Linked DNA regions of Canis lupus: region 1 is linked to region 2. Evidence: chromatin contacts called from public Hi-C data. All regions are on one chromosome and are shown on one strand. Each heading gives the region's core, a stretch centred on a gene start, on an enhancer-like site or on the middle of the called end of the contact. The rest is flanking DNA. Distances are from core to core; before and after follow the strand shown. Region 1 has its middle 15 kb from the start of DHRS7B. Region 2 has its middle 21 kb from the start of TNFRSF13B.

The links. Hi-C and Micro-C count contacts between places; a contact is called where the count stands out from the background.
Region 1: a Hi-C map of skin fibroblasts shows a contact between it and region 2, with 2.6 times the contacts expected there. The contact joins two enhancer-like sites. A contact is called at or near these places in 2 of 9 Hi-C or Micro-C datasets (blood and skin fibroblasts).

Annotation. Positions count from the first base shown.
Region 1 is chr5:42,800,464-42,803,319 of UU_Cfam_GSD_1.0, reverse strand. No RefSeq gene overlaps it. Among named protein-coding and RNA genes, the nearest start is that of DHRS7B, 15 kb to the left of the region's middle. Within about 2 kb of position 1,454, at least 15 of the 20 cell types and tissues checked have an H3K27ac peak or open chromatin away from gene starts, as enhancers often do. A contact at or near this core is called in blood, where this site is marked.
Region 2 is chr5:42,641,025-42,643,724 of UU_Cfam_GSD_1.0, reverse strand. No RefSeq gene overlaps it. Among named protein-coding and RNA genes, the nearest start is that of TNFRSF13B, 21 kb to the left of the region's middle. Within about 2 kb of position 1,389, at least 4 of the 20 cell types and tissues checked have an H3K27ac peak or open chromatin away from gene starts, as enhancers often do. A contact at or near this core is called in blood, where this site is marked.

The DNA of each region.
Region 1 (2,856 bases), core at 205-2,704, 160 kb before region 2:
TTTAGATTTACAACAAAATGAGAGGAAGGTACAGAGATTTACCACATGCCTTCTGTCCCCACTTATACACATGCTCCCGTATTATCAATATGACTCACTTTTTTTTTTTTTTTTTAACCAAGGATGACTCTACACCAACACCTCCTAACCACCCAAGTCCATGGTCTAGAATAGAGTTCACTCTTGGTGTTGTACATTCTATGGGTTTGAACAAAACTACAGTGACATATATCTATCACCATAATATCATACAAAGTATTTTCACTGCCCTAAAAATCCTCTGTGCTCTGCTTATTTATCCCTCCTTCTCCCCATCCCTATTAATCTTTTGTCGAGGCAAGTTCTGGATATTAAACTTTAAAGCATCTTACCTTAATATGTGCTTATGAATACTTAATTTCCCCCTTGAAATTTAGGTACTGATGCTTGAAGTCATAGGGGTACTTATCTATAAAGTGAATCTGGGTAGTAAGTATAGTTATTTTGAGGTTGTAGAGTATATGGGGTCCAAATGTCAACTAGCCTATTATTGAATGTAGGCAAATGGTGGCAAACGTCTTAATTGAGAGATAAGAAAACGCTTGCTGCCTGGAATTCATGTAAATTCTGACTTTCTCTCCTCTAAGTTACTGGCTCCTTGTGAAATGGATACTGCCCTCCTGGTAATTGTTGGGGGATCACAAGTCACATTTGGATTCCCACGAGATACTCGCTCTTCTCCTTTTCACCTTAAATTGAAAGAGGGGAGATGCAAATTCTGACCCCATCAGGGGAGGAAGCTCCTCCTACCTGCTAGCTCTGTAGGGAATCGGTTATCAACGACTCTAAAATTGCCTCAGACAGCTTTAGGAAACGCATTGTAGGAGACAAATGGGTGGTTTTGATTTGGGTCTGGTCTAATGTTTATCTTCCTAGATCCACTCAAAGGAATTGCAGTCTTCGTCCCTTTCGGGAGTGTGTGCGCATGCGTGAGTCAGTCCACCAGCTTGTGAGTTACCCCGCAGTCTAGAGACCCGTAGGACTTTGAATCCAGAGGTCCTCATCAAGCTTTGGGTTTATGTCACATCTGGACCAGTCAGGCTCTGTCTCTAGGGCTTTTACTAGAAGCGACTTTAAATCTGAAACGTAAAAAAGGTGGACATTAAAAAAAAAAAAAAAAAAAAAAAAAAAAAAAAAAAAAAAGGTGGACATTGATTTGCGGATACTTTCTGGCATCCCGAACTGCAAAGTTACGCGTTAATTTCTGTTCCCTCAATCCCTACTCTTTCCTTCCTATAAAATCTCTTTTCGTCATTGTAACAGGGATAAATATTGATCCTCTCGATCGCTATTGGCATGGAAGTCCCCCGATTTTTATCAGGTCACGCAGGCTTCAACAAAAGACTACATTCCCCAGCATGCCTTGCAGACTACAGAGCCAATGAGATGTCAGTACCCGAGACGTGACGAGTCCCGTGTCCCGAGGAGCCGGCGCTGAGCGCAGTGTCCCCCGTGATGCCGAGGGGTCCTTGCCTTCAGAAGTAGCTCGTGGTCCCGGGGTGTTAGGCCGGGGATTGCCTGCGGGAAAGGCAGCAGAACTGAGTAAGTGAAGGTGTACGCCACCCTGCCACGCAGTGATTCCACTGCTGGGTGCATTGCCAAGAGAAATGTGCACGGCTGCTTTATTCGTAATCGCCAAAACGCAGAAATGACCCCAAACGTTCATCAACAGATATATTGGAGCATCATCATAGAGGCATTGTTAACAAAGCAAGGGAAAATAATTAGCTGCAGCTAGAGGCAATTCGGATGAGTATCACAGACATAGTGATGCGTGATCTTTCACGAACACACGAATATGAGTGGCATCTCATGAAGTCTAGGAACAGGCGATGGAAGTGGCAGAGGCCAAAACAGTGGCTCCTGGGGCCCGGATTGCGAGGAGGAAAGGGGCATGAGAAAGCCTTGTGGTACAGGAATTAGTCTACATGTTGATCTGGGAATGATTGCGTAGATGTATACATATGTAAACATTCTTCACGTTGTGCACTTAAGATTAGTGCACTTTATTATATATATAATATATAATATATATATATAATACCTATATATATAATATATATATATATACACCACTGTGTGTATGTTACACTGCAAAAAAAGTGAAGGATGTCCTAAATAACAATAATTCAACTGAGTACATTTTTTTAACATTTTAGGTTTTTTTTTTTTTTAATATTTTACTTATTGATTCATAAGCGAGAGAGGGAGAGAGGCAGAGATACAGGCCGAGGGAGAAGCAGGCTCCATGCAGGGAGCCTAATGTGGGACTCGATCCCAGGCCCCAGCTAAGTACGATTTAACGATTTAATTGGCTTTATGATTGAGTCATGAATTAGGCAGCATCCCAACTAGCAAGTCCAGGGGAATGTCAAAGGGCTACAGAATAGAAAGGGTTTTTTAAGTAGAGAGGGAGCAGAAAACAGGAAACCATTAGCAGGAATTCGTTGTTTTAGGTAAGGTCCCCTTCTATTTATTTTTGGATATTTTTTTATTGGAGTTTGATTTGCCAACATATAGAATTACACCCAGTGCTCATCCCATCAAGTGCCCTCCTCAGTGCTCATCACCCAGTCACCCCAACTCCCTGCCCACCTCCCTTTCCACCACCCCTTCTTCGTTTCCCAGAGTTAGGAGTCTGATGATCTGTCACCTTCTCTATATTTCCCACTCATTTTCTCTCCTTTCCCCTTTATTCACTTTTACTGTTTTTTATATTCCCCGAAGGAATGAGCATAGAATGTTTGTCCTTCTCCAATTGACTTACTCAGCATAATACCCTTCAGTTCTATCCACGTTGAAGCAAATGGTGGGTAT
Region 2 (2,700 bases), core at 140-2,639:
GGCTTGGACTCCTCTACTTTTCCTTCCACACCCCACTCCCACCCAACCCACCAGCACATCATGCAGGTGACACCTTCAGAATGATTCTCAGATGACCACTTCTCACCTCCTCCCTGCGCCCCCCTAGTTTGAGCCACCTTAATCACTCACTTGGACTAGCCAGGTAGTCTCTTCACCTGCCTCCCTCCTTCTGTCCACACCCCTCCTCAGTTTGACCCCCATCCAGGACTGGTGGGACCTGTTGAGCCCAGGAGGAGCTTAGAGCTCCTCTCTCAGAGCCCTCTGCTGGCTCCCAGCTTACTCTGAGTGACAGCCTGAATCTTTCGAACAGACTCAGGTCACTGAACCTAGGCCTTTCTCTCTCTCTCTTTCTCTCTCTCTCTCAGCTGTCTGGTGCTCTCCCCATACTACAGCACCTCAAACAGGGGACTTCTCTGGGCTTCATGCATGTCAATCACAGTTTTGCCTCAGGGCCTTTGCACTTGCTCTTCTGTGCCTGGAATGCTCTTTGCCCAGATAGCTGCTTGGATAACCCATCACTTCCTACAAATCTTTGCTTAAATCGTGCCTTGTCAATGAGGACAGCCCTGACCATGTCTGGAATGGTGTCCAGGACATACTACATGCTCAACAAGTAGATGAAAGTAGAGAAGGAGAGAGGGAGGAGGGGAAGCAGAGAAGAAAGGGAGGGAGAAGGGAGGAAGGAAGGAACAGCACAGCTATTTTCATTCCAGTGAAACTGGGTTACAACAAATGCCAAAGAGCAACCCAATGGTGCAAAAAGAAAGATCATAAAAGGCCAACATGAATCATAAATGGGGGTAGGAGGTGGGGGGGATGCAGGTTTTGAGACCCCCGGGGTGTGTACAGGATTCTCTCCACCCCTCCCAAGCATGCCTTCCCCCTCTACACCTGTCAGCCTCAGCCAGCCGCCTCAGACTCCAGACAATACCAGAGGCCCAGGACCCTGAGGAGGCTAGGGACGGAGGGGAAGATGCTCCGTGGCCGTGGAGACTCATCTCATTTCTGTCAAATATGCAACCCTGTCGCTTCCTGGAGAGGGAGTCCAGACACTGGGTTCTAGTCCTGCTGATGTCCCCAGCTCAGTGTGTGACCTCAGGCTTGGCATGTAACATCCTGGGCCTCGATGTCCCCTGCTGTCAAAATCAGGGAGCGTGGATGTCATCCTCCAACCAGCAGCCCCCTCCATTCTGAGCTTCTATAAATACAGCCTGCGTAGGGCTTCTCTGCTAGGAAACCTGCCAAGCCAGAACCATCCTGACCTCCTGCAGGTTTTACTCGAGACTGTAACCGCCACACCTGGGCCCAATGCACCGCAGACCGAGGGCAAAGTCACCTGGCACCCCCCTCCTTCCTCCACTCTTTCCTCTCGGGAGGGACTGGGGTTTCACACAGAGCAGCCAAGGCCCATAAATAGCAGCTGGCCACTCACAGGCCTACCCTCCCAGGCCCCAAAAAGGAAGTGAGAGAAAGGCGGGCACTTTTGTTCTTTCTGCAGAGAAGAACTGCCAGGCGCTCCCCAGGGCCCAGAGCAGACCCAGCTTCCCGACACCCCCCCCGTCCCCCCGGTTCTCCCTGTGGGCCTGGCAAGGTGAGGCTCCAACCTACAACTGAGCTGTCGCTGACCCTGTCAGAGGAAGAGGCGAGGACAAATTCAAGCTGACTAGGAATAGGCCCGAGGCTGGACCCGGGATCCCTTGCCCTACGTCATTCTGTGAATGGCAATCTGTTCAACAGGGCCATGTGGACCAAGCTGTAGGGGACATCGCTGTGTAAAAAAGCCCCCAGGCAGTCCTTGGGAGGATGGAGGGCCTCCAGGAGGAGGTGACTCAGAACAAATTCTTTGGATGCATACAGTCATAGATCAGAATAGTCATCTTTCACCTTCTGGAAAACCAGCTTTGAGGGGACTGACAATGGCCCAGTCAGCCAGTTCCCTCACAGGGGACTTGGGAGGAGCATTGGCACGTGGGCACAAATCTTTTGTTGTGGCACTGTTCGAAGCAGCAGACAGAGGCGACAATGCCTGGGTGTGATGTTTTCCATAGCCAGGCCCAGATCTTCCTGAAGACTCCTTTCACTGAGAGAGTGGGTCATCTGTTTCCTGCCCTGACCCTGCCTGTCAACAGGGAAACGGAGGAAGACGAAGTAGGCCAGGCCCGTGAATGTCTCCGCCAGGGGCCTCTCAAAACCACAGGGATGAAGGAAGAGAGGCAGGTTACCACATGGCTCCATTTGGGGAAATTGCAAACCCGGCCCCAAGGAGCCCTAGGGATACTTCGCATTGCTTCTGTACGTCTGTAAGACAGAAAAAAATGGCCTGCAGACAGCCAAGCCACACTGACAAGAATGCTTCCTTCTGGGGAGGAGATGGCACTGGTGGACCTGGCCCAAAGGGACTGTGACCATATTCTCAGTGCTTTGTATAGGAAAAAAGAGAAACATGGAACCGACTCCACCGGCAGCAAGCAAGGCCCACGTGGGAGCCGTCAAATTACGCTCTGGGCTGTCGTGAATGTTAAAAGCTTGTATCTACTCATTCGGCTGCTGAATTTCGACCCAGTTTTCTGAGCCCTACCACACACTAGGTTGTGGGAATACGGCACAGATAAAAAAAAAAAAAAGATGAAATATTGCTGCATTCTTGGAGGTTATGCCCACCTAGGAGGCGCACACAAT